Regions from separate parts of the Sus scrofa genome. Here region 1 is linked to region 2. Evidence: chromatin contacts called from public HiChIP or PLAC-seq data. All regions are on one chromosome and are shown on one strand. The core of a region is the stretch at or near the end of the contact, and the rest is flanking DNA. Distances in the headings are between cores, read along the strand shown.

The links. HiChIP or PLAC-seq counts read pairs in DNA pulled down with a chosen protein or histone mark.
Region 1: an H3K27ac HiChIP or PLAC-seq map of skeletal muscle shows a contact between it and region 2, with 5 times the contacts expected there. The contact joins the enhancer-like site here to the promoter of CASKIN2 in region 2. A contact is called at or near these places in 2 of 5 promoter capture datasets (fetal liver and liver), 14 of 47 Hi-C or Micro-C datasets (alveolar macrophages, blood, embryonic fibroblasts and 10 more) and 2 of 2 datasets of contacts at active chromatin or transcription factors (alveolar macrophages and skeletal muscle).

The regions. Positions count from the first base shown.
Region 1 is chr12:6,000,655-6,004,169 of Sscrofa11.1, forward strand. All of the region lies in intron 3 of GRB2 (growth factor receptor bound protein 2), which reads left to right. Among named protein-coding and RNA genes, the nearest start is that of SLC25A19, 31 kb to the right of the region's middle. Within about 2 kb of position 1,462, at least 27 of the 83 cell types and tissues checked have an H3K27ac peak or open chromatin away from gene starts, as enhancers often do. A contact at or near this core is called in alveolar macrophages, fetal liver, liver and 2 more, where this site is marked.
Region 2 is chr12:5,853,782-5,857,368 of Sscrofa11.1, forward strand. It overlaps CASKIN2 (caskin-2), which reads left to right and starts at 2,093. Exons shown (of 20, transcript XM_021066645.1): 1 at 2,093-2,319; 2 at 3,463-3,587. TSEN54 (tRNA-splicing endonuclease subunit Sen54) reads right to left here and starts at 2,010. Exons shown (of 12, transcript XM_021066651.1): 1 at 1,922-2,010; 2 at 1,180-1,802; 3 at 679-843; 4 at 518-581; 5 at 350-433; 6 at 1-24. The coding sequence starts at 415.

The sequences.
Region 1 (3,515 bases), core at 212-2,711, 150 kb after region 2:
TTACTTGAAGAACTAGGCACCTTATTATAATGGCTCAATAAATATTTCATTGAATGATTTACAAGGAGAAAACCAGTCTCATTTGTAAAGTATGTATTTCCAGTGTTTGTTTGGAACTTGTACTGGCTTGTATCTTTGTAACTATGAGTTTGAGCTCTGCTCTCCCCACCAAAAGGTGTTGGATTCCGTGAAGAATGTCTGTCTTCTGGTGTTAGACTCCCTTATCACTTGTTCCTTGCTTTTGCACATAGTAGCTCAGTAGGTAGTTTTGAAATTATATTCAGACCAAATTCCTGTACAAAGGCCTGGACCAATTTGTTCATGATAATAAACTCAGAAGTATTAAATCTTCGAAGGTATAGATGGAAGAGATTCCTGGGCCCCATCAGTGGATTGATTGATAATGTCCTGCATTTGAGGTCCGTGTAACTTTAGATGGGTGGGGATTATTAATATGCAGCCGTGCTCTGGTTACTAAACTCTAGACACAAGTAGCGATATCCAGGAAACTCCAAAAGATGAGCATGAGATGACTAGATTCCTGGGAAGTGTACCAAGCACAGTTTTGCATTCTCGTGGCTTCTTAGTGTCCCTCTTTGCTTTGGGAGTCATGTGGGCTGTTCGTGGACAGCATCACGGAACGCGCTCTGCAAGGAGGAGGAGCTGGGTGGTGGTTCCTGGGAGTGCATGGTGCATCCTGCCTCGGGCCCTGCATACAAGCCACATCATTTGTGCACATCCGTTCCTGTGATCCATCCTCACAGGATGGATGGAGATTAGCTCAACCTTTTCTGTAAAGGGTCAGATAAATACTGTAAGCCTTGTGGGCCATGTGTGGTCTCTGTCACATCACATATTCTTGTTAGAATTTTTTTAAATAATCCTTTAAAATGTTTAAATATAGTCTTAGATTGTGGACCATACAGAAACTGCCTAGATTTAGGCCTATGGCACTGGGTCCAATGATAACAAAACCTACCTGAGTGCCCTTTTGTTTTCATAGTTCCAGACTGAAAGGGAATTCAGCAGAACATCAGACTGTAATTTGAATATTAAATGAAATGCCTGTGGCTCTGAAGCCTTGTTTTTCTCCATACTGTTTCGGGTGTCAGCCACATTTCAAACCTGACTGTTGAATACATGGGAAGGGCCCCCTTCCTTGGGTGGTTGTAGTTTCTGACCTGACTGATGGATTAGCCTTTTAGGAAGATTCCCTCTCGGGCCTGCTTCCTCCCCTCTGTGGGGAACATGGGGCTAATAATTGATCAGGAAGCATCCAGTTCAGGCCCCTGGCTCCGTCGTGGTGTTCTCCACAGACTGGCTGAAAGGCAGGCAGTGCTCATCACAAGCTCTGAAAAAGGAAACCGTTTTGCCAGAAAAGCCCCTGACCTTGTGCCTGTGTGCTCGTTGGCCTGACAGGCCTGTTCCACGTGACGGGGCTGCCCTGGGCCTGGATGTCCAGGAGAACAGGGTCGCTGCTGGTTTCGCAGCTTCGGGAGAGCACGGCGTGCCAGGCCCCCCTTCCTCCCCTTTCTGGTTTTTCTTAGGGAGGAAGGGGGAAGTTTAAAATGGAGTGTGACCTCATGCAGCATCTGAGCTAACAGATTAGACGCAGACTCCAAAACGACTGTTGGCGTTCGAGTCGCACCATGAGTTGTATGTACTGGGGGTGGGTCCAATATATGCTTTTCACATTCAGTGCCTCTCGATGGAAGCCTACGGGGTGTGATGAAGAATTGAATTGGAAAATGAGCTGCCCACTCCCATTAGCTTTCTCCCTCCCTCGTTATTTTTCCTGTAGTATAAACCCATCTTTTAAAAAAAAATGAATTAAAAAAAATTGACCACAGCCGTGTGGTTACACATAAATATTGCCATTAAAAGAAGTTCATTAAATTTATCAATAATATAAAATGCTGAGGAAACATGAGGGGTGGTGTTAAATGTCCTGAGAGTGCCAGCTGTTCCTCACACAATGTCACACTCCTTATGTTGGGGGACATCCTTGAGGGGGAGAGGGGGTGTTTAGTGAAAATGGGAGCAGATACGAAAGAAGTCTTTATTAAATAAAATGGTCTCCTACTCATTTTCTGTTTTTCAGTGTGGCTGCTTATAACAGGGGGTGTGTTTACTTTGTAAAAATTCCAGGTAGAGTGTTTTGCCTCACTGCGGGTGTTTGTTTGTTTGTTAATGGAAAATAAAAATGAGTGGCTTTTCAGCTGGGAAAGCAGTGCCACCAGCTCTGTATATCTGTGCCCTGTGAGGGCAGGTCTGAAAACACAGGCCTCTAACCACCAGCCAGCATCGCTGCCCCAGGGAGCTTGAGGGAGGAGCCCTGCTTTTTATTTTTACTTCACGCACATCTACGCTATTTTAATTCATATTCATTACTTTTACCTTAAAAAGGGGAAACAGAAAGGAAAATGCCTATCTGGTGGGAAAATGGGGGGGGGGGGGGGCAGGAGGAAAGAATGTGGCTCCCAGCCAGATGCCTGCTGCGCGGGGGCCTCGTAAACCAGTAAACCAAGCGCCCAGGGACCAAGACAGTGCTCACGCGTCCCCGTGCTGTGAGCTGTCCTTGCCCAGTCGGAGGGCATCCTGCCGTGCTAATCCGCAATTTCTCTGTGGGCACTGGAGGCCTTCGCCTCGAGTTATGTGTCAGGGCAGGAAGGCAGGTCGGTTGTACCAGCTCCTCCGCGCAGCTCGGCGTTATAGCACCCCAAGTGCGAAAGACACAAGGATGCAGATTTTAGGGCTGTTTTAGGTTATTGATGGCAACTTCTGACTGTACCCTTCCTCGCAGCTCACGTCCTTCTGTTGGGATTTTAGTATAGTGTATTATTTCAGAGGCATCTTGTGGTGCAGTTGCTTATAAGTAAGATGGATGTGTGGTAGGTTTAGAACCTTAGTTGATGCTTTGGTGCCTTTGCTTTTCTGGTTTGCGGATACACTGCCTGTTAGCTGCCCCGTAAGGAGTCTGATGAGGCCCATAGGTCTTTATTCGCTTATAAGTAGCGTTGTTGCTTTTTTAAAGTATTAGCTCGGTAAAGACAGCTTGGCACAGAGCACTGAGTTTCCAGTCATCTCTCCCAGTTAGTTAGGGCTTCCCTGTGGAAAGGGAGGTGGCTGTGACGAGATTGCTGCTCCTCTTCCTCCTGGTCGGCCCCCGGGGCTCCCACACTTTCCCTGAGTTCCCCTGCTTTCTCTCGTGACCAAAGTGAATGAGCACTGGGAGCAGAAGAATCTATAACTTGCTCCAAATGAAAATTCGAAATTTGCAACTAGCTGCCTCTGCACAGGGTGAATTATGGCATATTCCCGACGGCTCCTAAAAGCCAAACCCTGAGCGGTGACGGCAGAGAGAGGCCTGAGAGGAATGCAAACCGCCGCCACCACCTGGGGCTCTTCACCGCCAGGACCTTTCCCCTTTGTGCTGTTACAAGAAGTAGCCCTGCCTGCAGCTTCTGGGCCTTCCAGCTTCCCTGTCCCTGTCTCTCCATCCCATGTGGCAAGGC
Region 2 (3,587 bases), core at 843-3,342:
TTCGTGGAAGAGCTGGATGGAACCCTGGAAGTGGGGCCAACAGCCCGGCTTGTGAATCCTCCCTGCAGTGGCACAGCCAATGGGGCGACTTCCTGGCTTGCTATACCCCCCCCACCCCCCATCGCAGCGAGAATATGGCCAACCAGGAAGACAGGGGGTCGGGGAGGGAGGCAGCACTCAGAATTAGGCTGGAATCCCTGCTCCCCGCGTGGTACTCTTGTCTCCTGCTCTGGAAATCAGGTTACAAGCTCCCAGAATGCTCAGATGATATACTTTTCTTCCAATAAAAACATGGCCTTCCCGTTCCTTGGTCCCGAGCCCTTTGCCGCGCTCCCAGGGCCCCACTCACACACTCCAGCAGATACAAGGCCTCTTCTGGGTGAAGCCGCTGCCGTCCCTGCTCTGAGAAGCCCATAGTCTGCCAGAATTTACCCTGCGTGGGACCCAGAGCAAATGTCACAAAGGAGCCGGGAGGGCAGGGAGGGCGGGCTCCCTGTCTCAAAGGCCCACGGCTCACCGCAGGAGACTTCAGCTCCACGAAGCCTTCTTCCGGTCTCCACTCGGCGGCCACCAAACTGCCCCTGGCAAGGAGTGGGGAGGGGGCCGTCTCAATCTGCGGGCTTAGTCGACCCGGTCCGTCCGCCCGGCTCCGCCCCCGGCCCGGCCCGCCCCCCTCACAGGCGCTCCACGCGCTCCTCCGCCAGCAGCTGCCAGAGCTCCTCGCGGCACAAGCGCAGCCGCTCAGCCTGGGCCGCCGAGCCGTCGGGAAGGAAGTCCTTGGGGCCATGCGAGCGCTGGGGCAGCTTCTGGGGCCGCGAGCGGGCGGCGAAGAGCTCCGGCACACTGGGGAAAGCAAGAAGGGACGCGGGGTTAGCGCCACGCAGTCGGGACCGCTCGGCCCTGGCCGGGATCCCCGTCCTGGGTGCCCATCTCCTTCCCTGCGCCCACCCTGCGGTCCCGGCGCCTCCCCCGGGCCGGGCCGCGCCGCGCCGCACCTGAGCACGCGCCCGGGAGGAACCTCCACCTCGGCGGACCCAGGTTCGGGCTCCATCGGGCCGCCGTCTGCAGCTGCGCGCGCGCGCGCGCGCGCCGCCCATGCCCCGCCCACCGCCGGAACTCCGCGCGGCCCTAGCGCCCGCCAATCCGACCTCTGCTCCTCCGCGCTCCAGATCAACCCACCTGCTTTCCACCTTCCTGGTGTCCTGGGTCCTAGCGCCTGCCAACAGACATGGGGCTCGATTCCGGAGGCGGAGAGCTTGCAGGTTTCTGGATTTGTTAGGACCATCTCTCCGATCCCCAGCCCTCCTCTGGGCTCCTCTCTAGTAAAACTTGCGGAGCCTGACGTTTGAAAGTGTGCTATGAAGAGTCAAATTCATGATCTTCCCCTCCGCAGCCCTGAGCTGCTTAGTCCCCATCACCCATTGGGACAGGGAGGGAAGAAGAGGGGTGTAGAGATGGGCGAGTGCTAGGTTCCCGAATTCCAGCTTCACAAACTGGAGGCCGCCGAGGGCTGTCAGATGCGATCTAGGGAGGTTCGGTGTTCCTTCAGGGTCTTCCGTTGGGTCTCTTCCTAAGGGCTCGGAAACTATGTTTTCAGGGCCGGGGGCGGGAGGCCGCTGTCCGACCCACGATGGTGCTGAAGCGCCACCATAGATGGTCATAGGCACCTCCTCGAAGCTGGGGTCCCCGCCGCCGCCACCACGGGCCGCTCCGACACGGGCCGCTAGGTGGCACCATTGCTCCAACCAGCGGTTGTTGGTCTGCTATTCTGGCCTCGCGGGCAGAGGTCGCCGCGGCGGTCCCTGGAGGGGCGAGGGGCAAAAGGGAAGGGGGATTTCCCAAGTGAGATTCCTGGGTCTCGGTTCCCAGACCCCTTCGCATCATGTCTTCCCTCCCGCCCGTCACAAACAGGGCACCTCACCCTTCAGTCTGAACCCTAGAGCCCCAGATCGCCCCTGCTCCAACAGCCGGGACGCAGCGTACTCTCGTCCCCACCCCCGCCGCTTCACCTGGGCGCATGCGCTGAGCGAGGCAGTGTCCAAGGTCCGGACCCGAGTGATGGGGGCGGGGCCTGGGCGGCTCGGGGCGGGGCCCCAGGCACTGACTGACAGCCCGACTGCGCGGCCGGGACGATCCCTCCGCTCCCGATCCGGCGGGAGGGAAGGGGGAGGGGCGGGATTTCCTGCGGGAGGCGCCGAGCCGGCCTTGGAAAAGGAGGAGAAGAAGGAGAAAAGGGGTAAGGGGGGCAGTGGGAGCCGCCGTCCGGAGTGCCAGGGACCGAGCGGGACCAGCCGGACCCCCAGCGGGGCGGCTGGAGAGGTGAGACGGCGGGGTCTGAGCTGGGGGTCAGCACCCTTGAGGGCGGGTACAAACTAACTTTTCCTGCGGGATCGGCGGGCGCCTACATCTGTCGGCTCCTTCTGTCCTTTTCGCGCCCCTATCCCGTCCTCCCGCATCAATCCCTCCGGCACTTGGCCCTCCCGGTCCCTCCCGCCGCTTTGTTCCCCGGTCGGCTGGAGCTGGGCTGGGTTGGGGGGGTTGCGCGGCGCTGGACTGGCATTCCGGGGGGCGGGGGAGCCAGCCCGACCCCAGGCACTGCCAGGGGCGCCCTCCCCCAATGTCGGCCTCGGGCCTTGAGCTGGAGTGCCCTCTGGGTTGGGCTTGGGACATTTTGGGAGGAAGGGCGACCCCAGCTAGGGCCCCAGGCCTGCACGGGGCTCATGCCACAGGACTTGGGCAGCAAATTCATGGCCACTGAGGAACTGACGTAAGCTTTTCTAAAGTGAAGTCGGGGCTCTGGGCCACAGATTCAGGCTTGGGGGGGGCCAGGCAGCCTCATTTACCAGCGGTGCCCCAGCTCTTATCTCTGTTCTCTGCCCAGCTGCTTCCCCATCCCGCGCAAGGGTCAGCAACAGGTGCCGGAAAGCCTCCCTGTCCTGCAGGCAGACCCTCGGCCAGAGATGGAGAGCCGTAGCTCCCACTCCACCCTCTAGATTCATGAAGAGCCCTGGGGCAAGGGCATCCAGCTATTACAGCAAAGCTTAGAGAGGGAGGGGTCTGGGGGCAGGCGCCTTCCACAGGGAGTGACCACGGGCCGGGCTGCCTGCGCCTGACCTTCTGCCAGGCCCCACCTTCTGGCCCACCAGTTGTCTGTGGGTGTCAGTGCCCGGGGCTGTGGAGAACAGGCTGCTGGCCCCGCCTACCCCAATGTGTCGTGCTGCCAGGGCCCCTCCTGCCCCAGGTTGAGGTGCTGCCAGGTGCCCTGGGGCCTCAGTGACTCAACCTCCCCCTCCCAGGACCCCTTCCCCCCACCAAGTGCTGCTCTCAGGCGTGGTGGCTCCCTCCCCTCTTTGAGTGGCTCAGCCCCTCCCTTGACTCACAAGGGCAGCCAGGATGATTTGGGGGGTCCCTGGAGGCCCTGTCCGGTTCTTTCTCTGAGCCCTGCTTCTGGGACCCTTTCAGGCTCTGGCCCAGCCTTCAGCGGACCACACCTTTTCCAGACCCCTGACACCTGTCCACCGCCGCCGCTGCTGCCGCCGCTGCCCAAGGCCCGAGGGAATGCAGGCTGCCCTCTGGGTGGGCACTGG